2 separate regions of the Mus musculus genome follow, and region 2 is linked to region 1. Evidence: chromatin contacts called from public HiChIP or PLAC-seq data. All regions are on one chromosome and are shown on one strand. The core of a region is the stretch at or near the end of the contact, and the rest is flanking DNA. Distances in the headings are between cores, read along the strand shown. Region 1 has its middle 28 kb from the start of Gm35364. Region 2 has its middle 25 kb from the start of Tex36.

What was found. HiChIP or PLAC-seq counts read pairs in DNA pulled down with a chosen protein or histone mark.
Region 2: a contact with region 1 is called in an H3K27ac HiChIP or PLAC-seq map of embryonic stem cells, with 2.2 times the contacts expected there. The contact joins two enhancer-like sites. A contact is called at or near these places in 4 of 115 datasets of contacts at active chromatin or transcription factors (astrocytes, embryonic basal ganglia, embryonic stem cells and 1 more) and 1 of 9 other capture datasets (embryonic stem cells).

What each region holds. Positions count from the first base shown.
Region 1 is chr7:133,093,565-133,097,040 of GRCm38.p6, reverse strand. It overlaps a transcript of Ctbp2 not described here. Among named protein-coding and RNA genes, the nearest start is that of Gm35364, 28 kb to the left of the region's middle. Within about 2 kb of position 1,745, at least 17 of the 459 cell types and tissues checked have an H3K27ac peak or open chromatin away from gene starts, as enhancers often do. A contact at or near this core is called in embryonic stem cells, where this site is marked.
Region 2 is chr7:133,575,228-133,578,703 of GRCm38.p6, reverse strand. No RefSeq gene overlaps it. Among named protein-coding and RNA genes, the nearest start is that of Tex36, 25 kb to the left of the region's middle. Within about 2 kb of position 1,588, at least 5 of the 459 cell types and tissues checked have an H3K27ac peak or open chromatin away from gene starts, as enhancers often do. A contact at or near this core is called in embryonic stem cells, where this site is marked.

The DNA.
Region 1 (3,476 bases), core at 496-2,995:
GGAAAGGTTCGGGATTATGATGGTTATTGATGGTTCCTTCAGCATAGCACTTAATCTAGTCCTTGGGACAGTCTTTTTTAAAAAATATTTATTTGTTTATTTTATGTGTATGAGTACACCATTGCTTTCTTCAGACACACCAGAAGAGGGCATCAGATCTCATTACAGGTGGTTGTGAGCCACCATATGGTTGCTGGGAATTGAACTCAGGATCTCTGGAAGAGCAGTTGGTGCTCTTAATTGTTGAGCCATCTCGCAAGTCTAGATATGCAGTTCTCCTTTATGTTCTTTTAGGAACCAGACTTTTACTCATGCCAAATAAGCTCTAGTCTTGAACGTGGTGGTGAGTGTTTGCCATCCAGGACAGTTACTTGGGTATTGATTTCCATACAGTGGGCTCTGCAGGAATTGAGGCATCCTTGTCCCCAAGGTTCCCTGGTTGGATAAGGGATGCTGTACTTGTATTTTAGGGGAGTGGTTGGGCTTTGGAATTCTTCTTAGAGGAGAGATTCTTCTTGGTGCCTTGTTCTTTTTTGTTTTTTTTTTTTGTTTTTTTTTTTTTTTTTTTTTTAAAGATTTATTTATTTATTATATGTAAGTACACTGTAGTTGTCTGCAGACACGCCAGAAGAGGGAGTCAGATCTTGTTACAGATGGTTGTGAGCCACCATGTGGTTGCTGGGATTTGAACTCCGGACCTTCGGAAGAGCAGTCGGGTGCTCTTACCCACTGAGCCATCTCACCAGCCCTGGTGCCTTGTTCTTTAAAAGGCTAAACAGATCAGTCTGTGCTCATGTAGTGATAGACAGTTGTACAGTCACGTTCGGATGAGTTCTAATTACAGTTTCCAGACCAAAAGCCTTTGTTCTCAGATGGAGGGGTTCTGCTTAAGGTAACCACCCATTCTGTATCCCACCAGGCTGCAGAGCGAGTGGAACAGGCCTTCCAACGTGTTTCCCTAGCTCCTGGTTTTGTGTTTCCAGCCTGCTAATTTTGCATACTTGTGATTAGTTTGTTCAACTCTGGGATTTGAACTTGGGTGCTTTCTGTTTGATGGATGGGCTTGACACACAGATTGAAGCCACACAGCAAGGTGAGCAGTCTGGGTCTACTTTTGCCTCAACATCTCCAGGTTCTTTCCAAACACTTTCATGCTGCCCAGCAGTCTACACTTGATGCTGATAGTCCCCATGAGGTGGATGCCCTCTGTGTGGTCCCCCCTCCCCCACCTGCTGTGTGCTTACCAGACACCTGATTGAAATGCCTGAGTGGGAGCGGGCGTGGTGGCGCATGCCTTTAATCCCAGCACTCGGGAGGCAGAGGCAGGCGGATTTCTGAGTTCGAGGCCAGCCTGGTCTACAAAGTGAGTGCCAGGACAGCCAGGGCTACACAGAGAAACCCTGTCTCGAAAAAAAAAAGGATAGAAGGCCTCAAACTCCGGTGTTTGTGTGCAAACACACATCAGATATCTAATCTCTGAGAGAGGGTCCCTTATTGAACTCGGAGCTCACCAACTGAGCTACAACCCTGGGATTCACCCTATCTCCCTCCCTTGTGTGCCCCTTCCCCCAGCATCACGATCGTGGATAGACACCTGTTTTTAAGTCTGTGCCAGGGTTTGAACTCAGATAGATTCCCCATGCTCTGCTGACTGAGAGCATGACCCCTAGTCCTGTATCTCAAACTCCTTGCTGCTTCAGCAAGGCAGCAAGGCAGCAAGGCAAGCCAGCTCAGAGCCAAGTTCATGAACACAGACCACGAGGGAGACCCTTTGCAGTGAGTCGTTCCTTACATATTTTTCTCAATGGCATCCATACTCTGGCAATAAGAGTTTTTTGTTTCTTGTTTGTTTGTCTGTTTTGTTTTATACCATACCATTAGAATTTTGAGAGTGTCTGCTTGATTTGTGTTTATGAAACTAAATTCATTAGAATGTGAAAATAACCCTCAGCGGTTTTCTAACTTGGAAGCTTATTTTTGATATTTTTGAACATCCATTCTCACTTGAATGTCATGTTTTAGTGGCTTTTTTTTTTCCCCCTCCAAGAGTTGATAGAATATTCTTCTATACAGAAGTGCTTGGTGAGTCTGGATGTGACTCGGAGCTTGGCATGGTTGCTTGGAGTTTGTGTGGCAGAAGGCAATTGTGGAGAACTTAACCTGCTCCAGGCAACCGGTTCAGAGACTGGCCAGAAACTCCTTCCCCATTCTGCCAGTGGAGTGATAGACAAGTCTAATACTGGGGAGCTCCAGGGTTTTTTTTTATCCGAAGTGGAGATGCCTGTGTTTCTAACCTTACTGGTTAGAGTAAGGTACTTCAGTGCGTACTCGATTTCACTGGTTGGTAACATTTTAACATCTCTGTAATCGTGGTTATTAAATCAATCCACGCCATATCTTGACAGCTGTTTTTCCTCGCTTGTGGTTTATAAAGTCATTCTGGTCTAAGTTTTACTTTATGGTGCCAGAGACTGAACCTGGAGCTTCTCATATACTACACAGTTTGCTCTTCTATTTGAAGATAGGGCCACAACAACTAAGTTTGTAATCCTCCTGTCTCAGTCTCCTGCCCAGCTCCCTGCTATCTCTGGACTACATACACTGCATGGATGGTCATCTCCCTCTGCCTCCCAGGCCCTCTAGCTTCCCCCAAGAGTCTGTTGGCTTGGCTTCGGCCTGTGGAAGAGCCTGATTCCAATACACATCTGTTTGTAATCAAGTGAGTTAGAGAAATCAGGTTGTTTTTTTTTTTTTTTCCGTTCTGGACAGGAGGCTAAATTTCTTCCCTAAGATTTCAGGATGCATCCCTCCAAAACTGAGAATCCTCTACCAGGTGGTTTCAGGATCTTCCCTGATGCAAGAGCGATGGCTAGTATTGCATCAAGGGTCACCGCAGTTGAGTCTTTTATCGAAGTATGTGCTTTTATCGCAGTGTCCTGCCATCTGGCAATGAAAATGGAGTGGATGCCGCCTCAACCTTTTAGAGTGTCTGCACTGTATTTTAACTGGGAAGTTACATGCATTTTCTCTACTTAATACTTTAAAAAGCCTCTTGGGTACTGAGAGAGGCTTGTAAGTACAGCTGCCTGTGACCTACTCTGGAACGGGAACTTCGCATTGAGAAATCCCACTTTATTTAATGGCAGCCTTGTTAGAATCATGTGTTGTTTAGCAGTGTCCTTCCAAAGGGACCTGACAAGCTGTTGAGCCAAAAAAAAAAAAAAAAGGCTGTACTACCCTGACAAGGCTTGGAATGAGAGAGTCAAATGCCCTGTGGGCTGCTGGCCTTAATGAGCCTCGAAGCCATGGGGAAACCTGGGAGTCGTTACCCTTGTATTCTGATCCTTTCTCTGGGATGAGATCATAAGTTGTTTGTTTGTTTGTTTGTTTGTTTTAATGTATTATGTATATATGGGTGTGTGTGTGAAGTGTGTGTATGTGTGTACACATGGGTGAAGCAGAGTGTGTGTCGCTGC
Region 2 (3,476 bases), core at 339-2,838, 480 kb before region 1:
ACACACCCAACACACACACACATACACACATACACCCAACACACACACATACACACATACAACACACACATACACACACACACATACCCAACACACACACACACATAAACACACACACATATACATACATACACACACATACACACACACACACACCCAACTCACACACACACACACACACATACCCAACTCACACACACATACACACACACATACACACCCAACACACACACATATACACACACATACCCAACACACACACACATACACACACACATACACACACACACACCCAACACACACACACACCCAACACACACACATACACACATACAACACACACATACCCAACACACACACATACACACACACATACACACACACATACACACACACATATACCTAACACACACACACACATACACACACATACACACACACACACACACACACACACAGTCCTTTTGTGATGGCCTGGGACATGGGGCCTACCTACTCTGTAGTATGGTTGATATATCCAGGGACACTCTGTTGGGGAAAGCTGATTTTCCCTTCCCCAGCAAGTATCAGTTGCAAGTAACTTCTTGGGAAGGGATGGGACAAGTGACCGGATTTTGAGCCCTTACTGAGTTTAGCACTGCTCTGGCCTCTGCACTACGAGGCTGAGCAACAACAGACCTCATCCAGACCAGAAGACCTGTCAGGGAGATGTAGCTGCCCCTAGGAAGAGCCAAGATATGAAGCTACGGAGGCTGCATCAGTGGGGATCAGGCGAGGATGCTTTGAAAGGTCATAATTATAATTTTATTAAGCTGTGATCAGGGAGAGAAGATAAATGTCATAGCAATGTGTTTAATATTGGATACATATTATATTACAGGATGATTATGAATTTGTGTTTCTTGTGTACGTTCAAATTTGGATATGTATGAGGGAAAAAGCTGAGTTTAATTTTTTATCTGCTGGATAAGGAATTGATTTTAATTCTTTCTCTGCTAATTAAAGGAAAATTAGAAAAACAAGCTACTTACTAAGGCACTAAATACATTTTGATTACTTATGGATATAAGCAGTTGTGCTGGCTTCATTTATTTATTTACTGAAAACCTAATGACAGATAAAATGAAGAATTAATAGTGTAATAGAGAGGGATAATGGAATTATTCAGCAAGCAGAATGAGGTCTACTGTTTTCCCACCTAGCAGCCAGAAACACAAAGCATTTGGTCTCAGGCAACTATAGGTAGCACGTGGCCCCTGCTTGAGTGGAACAAACTGCAGGGAAACTGGAGGGGCCAGGTGGGAGCAGCAGGTGTGGGCCTCAGGTGGGAGCAGCAGGTGGGGGCCTCAGGTGGGGCCTTCAGGTGGGGGCTTCAGGTGGGAGCAGCAGGTGGGGGCCTCAGGTGGGGCCTTCAGGTGGGGGCTTCAGGTGAGTTCAGTTCAGTGCACCTGAAGGAAGCCGAGAGCTGTGTCCTGCATGCAGCTGGGTGTGGTGGCTCTGATGGTTAACCTTTGCTGTCTTCTTGTTGGTTTAGAGTTACCAGAGTCACATCTTTGGGTGTGTCCTGTTTCCAGACCACCCTGAATGTGGGTGGTACCATCTCATAGCTGCAAGGCTATGAGGCCCGAAGAGGAAGGGGAAAGAGAACGGAATGTCAGTATTCATCGCTCTGCTTCTTACTGAGAATGCTGTGTGGCCAGCTGTTCACTTTCAAACCACAGCAGCATGGGCGGGGGATGGGGGGTTGGGACAGGATGAGCTATTAAGAGAGGGGAGGGACTCTGCATCAGGTGAAACCCTGATGAGTCTGAAGGAAGCCCAGCAGCAGTGGATCTAGATTTGTAGAGGATTTGAGGTCCTCTGGGATCTTAACTGGGCTTGGCAGATTAATAAAGGGGCTGGACAAAACTTCCCAGAAGGAAAGTGGAGATGAAGATGTGAGCAAGACAAAACTGGAGACAAGGCTATTTTCTCTGAGGTTTATTTTTACTTCTAAGGTAAGGGGATGTCTGCATGTGGGTGACCAAGGAGGCCTGGAGAGGACCTCAGATCCCTTGGAGATGGAGTTCTAAGCAGTTGTGAGCTGCCTGACATAGGTGGTGGGAAACAAACTGAAGTCCTCTGGAAAAGCGGCTTGTGCTGGTAACCAGTGAGCCAGCTCTCCAGTCCCAAGTGTGTGGGGGTGGAGGGGCTAAGACCTATGAAGCTGACTGTTCCTCAAGTGTCCTGAGGAGCCCAGCGTTCATTAGTGTCTGGGTCCCACTAGATCGGCCTAGCGAGATTCTGGAGGTGGGGATGCCCCAGTCTTTTATAGAAAGCTCCCCAGATGACCCCAGGGTCAGCCAGGACGGTGGGAAAACAAGTTCAAAGAAGTGAAAATCAGGAACAACAAAACAAAACAAAACGCAAAAACAAAAACAAAAACAAAACAAACTACACTCTCCTGCTTGTGGCAGCAGGAGCAATTAGGGAAACAGGCTGCCTAAACAGAGGCTGAATAGGTGGATGTGGTGACCATGGAGAGATCCACGCTATACAGCCTCAGAGAGGGAGGAACTACGGTGACACAGAAGCCTGGCGGGTGGGGGTGGGGAGTCTGAGGAACAGGTGCTAAGTGCAATAGAAGACTCAGAAAAATAGATGCTTTCATGTATTTAAAATAGTCAAATCCATAAAGCCAAAGGCTAGACTATTGGTTACTGCGTGCTAGGGAGGGAGGAAGGGAGTGGGGGTTAGTCAGCCACAGGTCAGAAATTTGGGTTGAGAAGAATAAGTTCCAGAGATGTTCTGTGGAACAAGGTGCCTATAGCCAATGCTGCTGTATTTCTCACTCTTAAAAGTTAGGAGGGAAGACCTCATGCTAAGTATTCTTGATACATGAGAGACCAGAGATTTTGTAGATGCTAGAAGTAAGTGAGAGGGCTATGCCTGGAGAGAGGAGGTGAGCGGAGAGGGGCAGATATGATTGATCACAATGTGTGCACTCACAGAGTAGGAATGCAGAGGTTAGAAAAGTCTTATGTGTGAATTAGTTTGGAAATTCCACGTAGATCCCAAAATTGAATATTGCTTGGTCATCCCATTAGAGAATCTGTACATTATAATCAATAATCGTCAGAAGAATCCCAGGAGTTCAGGATGCAGGTAGAATCTCTTGGTCTGGAAACGACGTGTGAGTGATGTGAGTGTAGACCTGGATGCCCAGAGAACAGGATGAAAGGAAACATCAGGCAGGTCCAGGAGATGCAGGGACTGTGATAGGACCAGGCTCTCAGGCCTGAGGACTCTGTATTCCCCTTTCTGCTGCACTGATGATGCTAGTCACAGCACTTGCATTGTCACAGGTATGACTTAAAGAGCATTCTAGAACGTATGTGTCTGGGACGGTGATGAAGGCTGATATTATTAGCTCACTGGTTGAAGAGTGAAGCTTTGATCCCCAGCCATCACACACTACCTTTGTGATCATGAGCAGT